3 separate regions of the Sus scrofa genome follow, and all the other regions are linked to region 1. Evidence: chromatin contacts called from public Hi-C and HiChIP or PLAC-seq data. All regions are on one chromosome and are shown on one strand. Each heading gives the region's core, a stretch centred on a gene start, on an enhancer-like site or on the middle of the called end of the contact. The rest is flanking DNA. Distances are from core to core; before and after follow the strand shown. Region 1 overlaps BACH2 (transcription regulator protein BACH2). Region 2 overlaps BACH2 (transcription regulator protein BACH2). Region 3 overlaps BACH2 (transcription regulator protein BACH2).

What was found. A called contact is a pair of places that touch in the nucleus more often than the background predicts. HiChIP or PLAC-seq counts read pairs in DNA pulled down with a chosen protein or histone mark.
Region 2: a contact with region 1 is called in a Hi-C map of skeletal muscle, with 6 times the contacts expected there. The contact joins two enhancer-like sites. A contact is called at or near these places in 8 of 47 Hi-C or Micro-C datasets (embryonic fibroblasts, heart right ventricle, psoas muscle and 2 more) and 1 of 2 datasets of contacts at active chromatin or transcription factors (skeletal muscle).
Region 3: an H3K27ac HiChIP or PLAC-seq map of skeletal muscle shows a contact between it and region 1. The contact joins two enhancer-like sites. A contact is called at or near these places in 1 of 47 Hi-C or Micro-C datasets (embryonic fibroblasts) and 1 of 2 datasets of contacts at active chromatin or transcription factors (skeletal muscle).

What each region holds. Positions count from the first base shown.
Region 1 is chr1:57,952,047-57,955,129 of Sscrofa11.1, forward strand. All of the region lies in intron 3 of BACH2 (transcription regulator protein BACH2), which reads right to left. Among named protein-coding and RNA genes, the nearest start is that of GJA10, 74 kb to the left of the region's middle. Within about 2 kb of position 1,410, at least 15 of the 83 cell types and tissues checked have an H3K27ac peak or open chromatin away from gene starts, as enhancers often do. A contact at or near this core is called in skeletal muscle and subcutaneous adipose tissue, where this site is marked.
Region 2 is chr1:58,199,803-58,202,885 of Sscrofa11.1, forward strand. The region is part of intron 1 of BACH2 (transcription regulator protein BACH2); the gene reads right to left. Among named protein-coding and RNA genes, the nearest start is that of BACH2, 80 kb to the right of the region's middle. Within about 2 kb of position 1,494, at least 39 of the 83 cell types and tissues checked have an H3K27ac peak or open chromatin away from gene starts, as enhancers often do. A contact at or near this core is called in skeletal muscle and subcutaneous adipose tissue, where this site is marked.
Region 3 is chr1:58,112,285-58,115,367 of Sscrofa11.1, forward strand. The region is part of intron 2 of BACH2 (transcription regulator protein BACH2); the gene reads right to left. Among named protein-coding and RNA genes, the nearest start is that of BACH2, 170 kb to the right of the region's middle. Within about 2 kb of position 1,572, at least 11 of the 83 cell types and tissues checked have an H3K27ac peak or open chromatin away from gene starts, as enhancers often do. A contact at or near this core is called in skeletal muscle, where this site is marked.

The sequences.
Region 1 (3,083 bases), core at 160-2,659:
GGCAGGAAAAGGGGGGCTTCTCTTACTCAGCTGACGTGCCCCTTGGTTTGCCTCTTTCAGGAATGGTTTGAATTACTGCCCTTTCAACAACCTTATGGGTCACAGACCCGCCAAAAAGAAACAATTGTGCTGTATTTCTTTGTCATGAATCACTGTTTTAATTTTTAAGCCAAGCCAACAGGAAGTATGTGTTTATCCCATGTAACTTTCATTTAATCGTGGAATTAATAAAATCGCTGTTACTTAACAGAAGAGCCCACAGGACTATTTCAGGGCACTGACATATTTAAGGAGGGAATTACCACCCTCTTCTCTGATGCCTGCTTGGTTCCGGGGCAGGTAAAATCACACACAAAACAGCAAAAAGCAAATTACTAAATTGCCTCCCTCATTCACTGTCGTCAGGAGGAGATCTTCTCTCTAGCTAGAAATTCATTTTTCCTAAGGCTTCCTGACTAGCTCCTGCCAATAAGTAATACTCTCAAATTGTCATCTGTCTATAAACTTTTAAAATGTTCTTTTTTATTTTTGCAATTTGGAAATTTTTATTACATAGCAGAGAAGAACGAGCTTGATGTTGTCTGCTAAAATGTACCGTGCATTTCCTCCTTATCTTGTCTAAAGTACATCTCTCAATGAGAAGAATGACATTACAAAATAAGAATTCTTCCTGGATTTATTCAGAAAATACATACATCTATTCATTATTAGGACTCTTCAAATTTATTGAAAAATACCTATTTGAACCTAAAACATGTGCAGAAGGTTGGCTATTAGCTTAATCCTAAATTCCGCTCTTATATTTCTATCACAGATGTTCTGTGCTGATAGAAAAGTCTGAGCTATTTGAATTTGCCAGCTTGGATTAATAACTACCCATCTCGAATCATTAATGATGCTGGTTCCAGTTCAGTGATTGAAATGGGTAAAAAAAAATTTCATCTTATTCTTTCCTTATGAAAGAGCCATTGGCTTGGCAATGCCTTTCTTCCTGGAAAAAAGTCCTTTTGAAAGGGAGAATACTAAAAACGGTGTAGGAAGCGCTAGAGAAGAATAGAAATTCATTTTAAAGCAGTGTACCATGTACAAATGCTGTCTTACAAATAGGATTATTTAATTTAAACCTTAGATCTGTCAAGCTCCATTACTTCAAATGGAGCCTGTCGTTTCTTGAGTTCATTATATATCGAGATTATATTACAATTTATGTTAGGTTAAGTCATGGCAGAGATACAAGGCAGTTTAAAAAAAATTACACAGCAGTGTCAGTAAATAGAGCAAAGTCATTGCAGTGTTGGGAAAGGCAAAAAGTCATCTTGCTAAATGAGGATCCAAGCTGTCCTGTACCGAGACTGCTACTAATAAATAAAAGGCCTCTGGGAAAAGTGCTGAGCGTACGCTGGATCTATTTTCAGCTTGCATCAGCAGCTGCTGCCCCTGGGATCACATCTTTACGCATACTCTACACCATATGTAATCACTCCAGTGCTGCAACCAGTAAGATAATGAAAGAGCATGGCATAAATCTATACTTGAGTGGAATGCTAAATGAGAAAAATAATACAAAAAGGGGGGAAATAAACCGCATTTTCAAGTCATTAGGAAGAAAGACTTTGACATATGAAGTGTTGCAACCATTAATAGCACTTATCATATAGAGTGGAGACAAAGAGACAAATTAATCAAACTGACAGAACTGGGACATTTTATGCTAATGCAGGCTCCTGGGTTTTAGTCTGTATTCCTCTGCGTCTGGAAAACTGATACCATTACAGGGCAGGAAATTGCATGAATAACATGCAACAGATCATAAAAATTCACACACCAACTGCAGAAACACTGCCAAAAGCTCTGTAAAAACAAGGATGGAGACCTCAACAGAGGAACTACCAGCAAGTAATGAATGCAAATAAGTCCAGGAATATCTCCCATTCATGCATTGTAATTAACTCTAGGCTTCTCGCTCATAATTACAGAGGTGAAACTGAAGCCTAGCGAGCGAACTCTGCAGCAGCTAGCCAGAGGAGGCCTCCCGGGCCCTGATCCCAGGTCATTTGCCATCGGCTGGGGCCAGGGCCGCTCTGACCTAAATTTACTGCCCAGGTTGGGTTAGCTTTAAAATAAAATGCAAAATAAACATAAAAACATTAACTTGCAACTTGAAAAGGGGGAAGGGGGAGACACATATTGACAATGCAAAAAAAAAATAAGCAAAAATTTTCAGGTATGTTTGTGCGAGTGGTCAGAAGAAAGGGAATCTGGTACTGAAAGGATTTTTATAAAACACTTATAAACAGCCCCATTTGATGAATAAGCTGTACTGAAAAGTGAATGGCAGGAGGGTCCTGGGGAAGGCTCAGCAGAGCAACTGCCCTTTGTTCTCTCAATGTGAACTCCTTGGGTGGCTGGTGGAGGTCAGTCCCCTGGCTCATTTATACGGATGCACAGAGGTGAATGACCGCTGTGTTAAGATCGCTATCCTTCCCCAGGGAAATTGTGGCATCCTTGGCACTGGGAGGAGATGGGTCCCTTAGCTGGGACTCCCAAGAATTTTCACATAAAGAAAAACAACTATATGAATAGAAGTTAGGTGTGGCTAAAAAAATGTGCTTCAGAACTAGAATCCAATGAGATCATCTTTGCTGGCATTCGAATCTCTGGCTCGCAATGATTCCATTCCAGTCCTTCCTCTCATCCTTATTTACTACACACCACAAATTTTCCTGTCTCTAGAACGTTCCTGAAAGATACTCGTCATATGACAAACACTAACCTAACAGCAACCATGTTGGCATGGTCCTAGATGGTCAATACACAGATTAAAAATAACATCACCGCTGTTACCACTCAGAAATCTTTTTTTTTTTTTTTTTTTTTGCTTTTTTGGCCCAAATCCATGGCAGATAGAAGTTCCCAGGCTAGGGGTCCAACTGGAGCTACAGCTGCTGGCCTACGCCACAGCCACAGCAACACCACATCTGAGGCTCATCTTCAACCTATGCCATAGCCCATGGCAATGCCAGATCCTTAACCCATTGAGCAAGGCCAGGGATTGAACCTGCATCTTCACAGATACTTGTCGG
Region 2 (3,083 bases), core at 244-2,743, 250 kb after region 1:
TTACTGGGGACACATGGTTACAATCGAAACCTAGCTGCTTAGTGGGCCAGACTGGGAGGGATGCCTTGTTCCTCTGGGAAGAAACATCCATTAATCCTCAGAAGAGAGGAGTTCCTGCTGTGGCTCGGTGGTAAGGAATCCAATTAGTATCCATAAGGATGCAGGTTTGATCAGTAGGTCAAGAATCCAGCATTGCCACAAGTTGCAGCGTAGGCTACCGATGTGGCTCGGAACCTGTGTTGCTGTGGCTGTGGTGCAGGCCAGTAGCTACAACTCCTATTCAACCCCTAGCCCAGGAACCTCCATATGCTGCAGGCGTGGCCTTGAAAAGCAAAAAAAAAAAAAAAAAAAAAAAAAAGGCCTCAGAAGACAGCTTTCATTTGGCATGATGGGCCCCTGCCAAAAGCAATCTCTGGGATTCATGTTGACCTCTGTTTTCCTGAGGCTTGAATTCTGCGTTTTCCAACACTAGCTTCTCCACCGTGTGGCTTGCTCTTTATGAGGGGGCCCTGTGCCCTAATGTTTGCTTCTACTAGGGCCTGGGGGCTTTCCACGCTCTTGCATCAGTTTAGCATCTACGTCAAAATAACTGAAGTTTCCACATCTCACAGGTAGTGTAACTAGGGACCCCACAGCTATTCAAACAACAGAACACCCGGCCCTGTGCCCCAAACACTCACACTCACAGCTGCACACAGACCCTGGGGATTCACCTTGCTGTGTTTGGCCTACAGTTCCTGTGAGAGCATAAACACCACAGCCCCCAAAGCCCACGGCTGAGTTTGTGGCATCAAAGTTTTCTGGCACCTGGGAATTTTTCTTTCCTGCCTCTGAGCTCACAATGCACTTATGATTTGCTATTCTGGCCAACACACCTAAGAATTTGGGGAGGGGGGTTGGAGGGGGGTGGAGTGGGGCTGGGGGTTACCAAGGGCCCAGGTGGCACCAGCTCAGTATACCATTCTGCCAGAAGTTCCAGTTTGAGGTGTGCTAAACTCAATTCTGCCATATTCAGTGGTCCCCTCTATGGCCATTTGGCTGTAACTCAGGCTGGAGCCAGAAACATGTTCTTTGTAGCACAGGCTGTCTTATTGTGACTCATGCCTCAACTCTTCCTCGTAGTGGAGTGATGCTGGGTGAGGGTGCACTGAAGGGTCAGGCCAGGCATTAAGAAAGCATCCCCAGCCAGCACGGGCAGTGCAGACACTTACCCCAAGGAAGGAGTCACCTGCCTGCCCTTTCTAGCTAAGTCTATCCCGGGTTCAGGAAGGTGCCTTATGTTACCCTGGCAGTGATTTGGAACTGGACGACCTCCCGATGACGTTTTGGTAGCAAGGGAGAGGCAGAGAGACAAGGCATGAAACCAGAACACAGCCACCTCCCCACACGACAACTGTGGTGTGGAGAGGGGCCGCCCTCTCCAACAGCAGCCAAGAGAACAGCCCCAGAAAACCCTTCCAGCCGCTGACCTGGAGGCCTCGTCCCAGGGGATCCTCTGATCTCATTACAGCAGTCGACACTAGTCCTCACAAAACAAACAGAGGAAATTTATGCCTGCCTTAGCCTGTGGAGAGCTCCACATTCCTGGCTTAACGAGAGTTCCAGCTTCGGAGACCACAGCCACTGGGATGGGAGGATGTCTGCTTCGATCCAAAGAAAGAACTGTGGTCGTGCCTCTTACCCTCTTTCTGGGGCTGCAGAGGAAGGCGGTGAGCCTGGAGGGAGCCACTGAACTGGGGGCCCAGGACTCTGCTCAGGTCTCTAAAGACAAGTTCCCTTTCTTCTTATGTCAGCACCCCCAGACGCAGTCAGTGGGGGCCATTTCTTCTGGAACAGCCCTGGGAAAGCGCAGCCTTGAAGAGTTCCACCTGCTAAGGCCGGAAGCCCAAGAGAGAGGCTGTCCTGTGTAACCCAACTCCAGGTCATCTGGTGGGAACTTTTTTTTTTTTTCTCCGAAAGTAGCCTTGCTTGAGCCTTGGAAAACTTGATCTAACTCGGGGTTTCCATTTTTAGAATAAATGGCAGGAGGGAAAGTGTTCAGGACGTAGAGGGTGAACTTCCAAACCAAAATAAGAACAGAGTGGGGGGTGATCTCACCTCTGCTCGCTGCCCCCCACCAGGAGACACCTGCCATGAATGTAGACATTCTTGATTGTTACAACTGGGGGAGAATAGCATCTAGCAGGTAGGGGATAGGATCTTGCTAAACATCCTACCAGGCACAAAACAGCTTCCACAATAAGAACTGTCTGCTCTAAAATGTCAACAGTGCTGAAGCTGAGAAATCCCGATGGAGAGGGGACACTGGAGGACGATGGTAGATTTAAAATAATGACCATTCTTCATCATATGACAATAGTGTTGATATCACGCTGTCCAAATGTGCACAAATCACCACCACAAAAATGTATCAGTTCTCTTTTGAAGCGAAATAAATGAAAACTGTGTTGTAACCTTGCAGTCGGATCACTGAAGCTGCCTAGAAAACAGTGGAGCAGTTTCAATTTTAGACGGTTCGTCAGCACCGTCGTGAGTGCTGTGTTCACTCCAGGTTAAGGTGTGATCTGCGTGCTTACTGTCATAATTCAGAGGTGACTACTGACGGAAGGAATTCATGAGCTCACTTGCATGATCACCATAACCACACATGTAACCTGAGCAGATCTCGGTCTGGGAAAAAAAATGGCAGAATGTTTCAACTTTCAAAATACCAACAAAATATGAGGAACCGTGGTGATGTTGACCTACATTCTGGGGAAGTTTAAAAAACAGCTGCATGCGAGGGCCTAAAACGCAGAACTGCCCAAAGGTATCCTGATGAAAATAATCATGGTGCATATTTTGAAATGCTTCCATTTCTAACATTCTGTACCTGGTTCAAAATATGCCCTTTCCTCAACACAGCCTACCCTTTAACACATCTGGTGTAAGAATGTATATTCTGATAACGCAGTCATCATTCTCTCATGAACTCTTTGATTTCCGCAAAAGAAGGAAAAATCCCCATCGAAGCACAGCTCATGCATGCAAGCAAATCTGAAGCAGGAGGAAAAGAATTTCATGAATGAGCAGGAGACAGTTTT
Region 3 (3,083 bases), core at 322-2,821, 160 kb after region 1:
GGGCTGGCACTGAACCCACAATATCTCTGAGGTTTGCCTGTACTCTACAACCTCAAGAGCATGTGCTTCTGTGATTCCCATTTCCCGAGGTGGAAACTGAGGCTCAAAGAGGTTAGGTAACTTGCTTAAGGCTACATCAGCTAACAAAGATGGGGGAGCTGGAACTGAGAGCAACTGAGTCAGGAACTAGCACCCCTCTACCACCTCCAATGGTTTCATCCCAATGGAAACCACCTACTGTGAACAGCCAGCTCAAGCCAGCACCCTGGTTTATTATGGTGGGACACTGAGAGGCCATACCCCAGACACAACAGGCTCTTCTCATGTGAATACAGAGGAGTAAGAACATGGACTTTGAATGCAGACAGACCTGGTTGAATTCTTGCCCTCCTATTGGCTGGATTTATGACCTGGGAAAAACCTCTGAACTTTAGTTTTCTTATCTCTAGAGTTAATCTGATACTTCCTGCTTCATAGAGTTCTTTGTGAGCCTGGAGTAAGATAATATACATGAAAAGTGGTTTCCGAAGCCTAAACTGCTAGATGTTATTATTACTGTTAATTCAGTCTTTGGATAGGAAGGGTTGTTTCTTCGAGCAGAAGACTGACCTTCATGTAGGTACCAAATAGCCCGACCTGACAAAATCCAGGAGAAAGTTCTCAGGATGATCACTGGGGACAAGGGGGCTGATTATACTGGCATTTACCGGCAACAACAAAGTTTGACCCTACAAGCCTACACATGATGATGGATTCTGTGATGCATGGATGACAGACGTGAATGTTCAATGAACTCAGAGTAGGTGATCGTTTCCACACTCACAGCCTGCCTGGAGACCTGCATGTCAGCTGGATGAGTAGGAGGCATGGTTTTCTTATGGCGATTACACGTACGCCTTTGTACACTGCAGACTGGGTTCAAAAGAAAGGGTCACCTTTGTGCAGTTGACTCCTCATTTTGTAACAATTCCAAAATGCAGGAGCTTCTCCCAAAGTAGTTCAAAGACACCAACCTGCTGAGACCCAGGGGCAGCCGTCAGGATACTAAACCTGCTGCTTCTAATGGCCTGAATCTCAGCAAATACTTTTGAAGAGATAGGTGAGCTCCAGAAGGACAGTCTGCGGTTATTCATCTAACTCTTTCTTATGGAGAGTCTCCAGCCTTTTTCTAGTCATGAGCTCACCCTTCAAACCATCACATTTGTGGCCATTTTGGGGAGAGATGAACTAACGTTTAAAGCATTATGTCATCGTAAACAAACAATCACATGTAGCGTGACTCTGTGGAAAATACAGCATTTCACTTTTGTGGTGTTGGTTCTGTTACAAGAACAGGGAATCCAAATGATGAGGTCAGTGGGCCAGCTGCCACCCACAAGAGACTGCCAAGTCCACTTAGAGAGCAAGTGGCCTTCACTCACAACGAAAAAATGAAGCTCATTATTATAATGCCAGCCAACAAAAGGGACTGCTTTCCTAAATTAAAGAGAAACAGAGCTTCAGAGACAGCCTCTCATTGGCATTACTTTCACGCCAGGAGGTCAAGAAGGGACATTACCCTTGCTGATGATGGACACGGCTACACCCAGGGGTGATGACAACTGGGCACACTGTTGGCTATTCAAAAGTAAATGAAAACATGCTACTATGGCTGAGTCGCAAAAATGGATATGATAGAGTGATTTGTGGTTCAGAGAGGAAGTGATCTAAATCCTAGACACCTCACCCAGGAAAGAGGGTTAACTACACTTCTCTCTGGTGGCTATGAGTTAGTGGGTGAACAGGTACATCTACTGTTAGGGCAACCTGACTTGGTCTTCTTGCAGCAGAGCTGGCCAAAGCCCCTATGCGGTTTTCAGCAAATCTCATGGAAGCATCAGAACAAGCCTGCATTGCCTACCAGCCACACATCTCACCTTTCAGACTTAGAGCCCCCGTGTCTTCTCTGATTTCTCTCTCTCTCTCGTTCCATCCTGATTACACCAATATTCATATTTGGGGAGTTCCTGTCATGGCTCTGTGGTTAACGAATCGGACCAGGAACCATGAGGTTGCAGGTTCAACCCCTGGCCTCTCTCAGTGGGTTAAGGATCTGGCGTTGCCATGAGCTGTGGTGTAGGTCACAGACGTGGCTGGGATCCTGCATTGCTGTGGCTCTGGATAGACCAGCAGCTCCAGCACCAGCTCCGGTTGGACCCCTAGCCTGGGAACCTTCATTTGCCGTCAGTGCGGCCCTAGAAAATACCAAAAAAAAAAAAAAGACAAAAATATTCATATTTGGTGTTCACCAAAGTCCCACTGATAGATACCTCCCTTTGATAAGTGCCTAGAGTTTACCTCCATCTTTCTACTTCCATTGTCACCATTTTTGTGCAAGGTCCCCTCACCCCATCCCGCTTCCAGTTCCTCCACTCATGGTTCCACCATCACAAGAACTTCACGGCTGGTCTCAAGCCTCTGGCTTCTGCCCCCACCCATCTGTCAGGGACACCACCACCAAATCATTATGGTCTTGCAGGGCTCACAAGGGTCAGCTTTAAACTCAGCTTGTATCCATGGCCTTCAATGACTCGGTCATCAACCTAACCCTTCCAATCCTAGTTTTCTTGTCTGCTCTGGGCTATCCCCTCGCCCCTGCTTACATCCATGCCTTTGTACATAATCTTTTTCTCACCCAAATGTCCCCTTCTATCTGGCTACCCACCAAGGCCCAGGCAAGGCTTGTGTCTTCCAGGAAGACAGGTGTGGCCACTCCGGGAGAAGCGCAGCCCTGATCCAGGTCACTCACTTGGTGATACACAGTGTACCTCCTCATGACTTTTTTTATAGTAATGATTGCTTTTATTGCTATCCAAATGCAAATTTGTTAATTTCCTATCTCTTCAACTGAATTTATCACGGCTTCTAGAAGGCTATATTTCCTACTTCTTTGTATCATCTCCGCCTACCCCATCTTTTGTCCTCTCCACCCCCTCCTTCACAACTCATGTAGCAACTGCAATAAATAAAGACTTCTTTTTATTTATGGCCTTAAGAGAAATCAGGAAATCTAAATGAAATGCAAGAATAAACTCAGCAGAGAC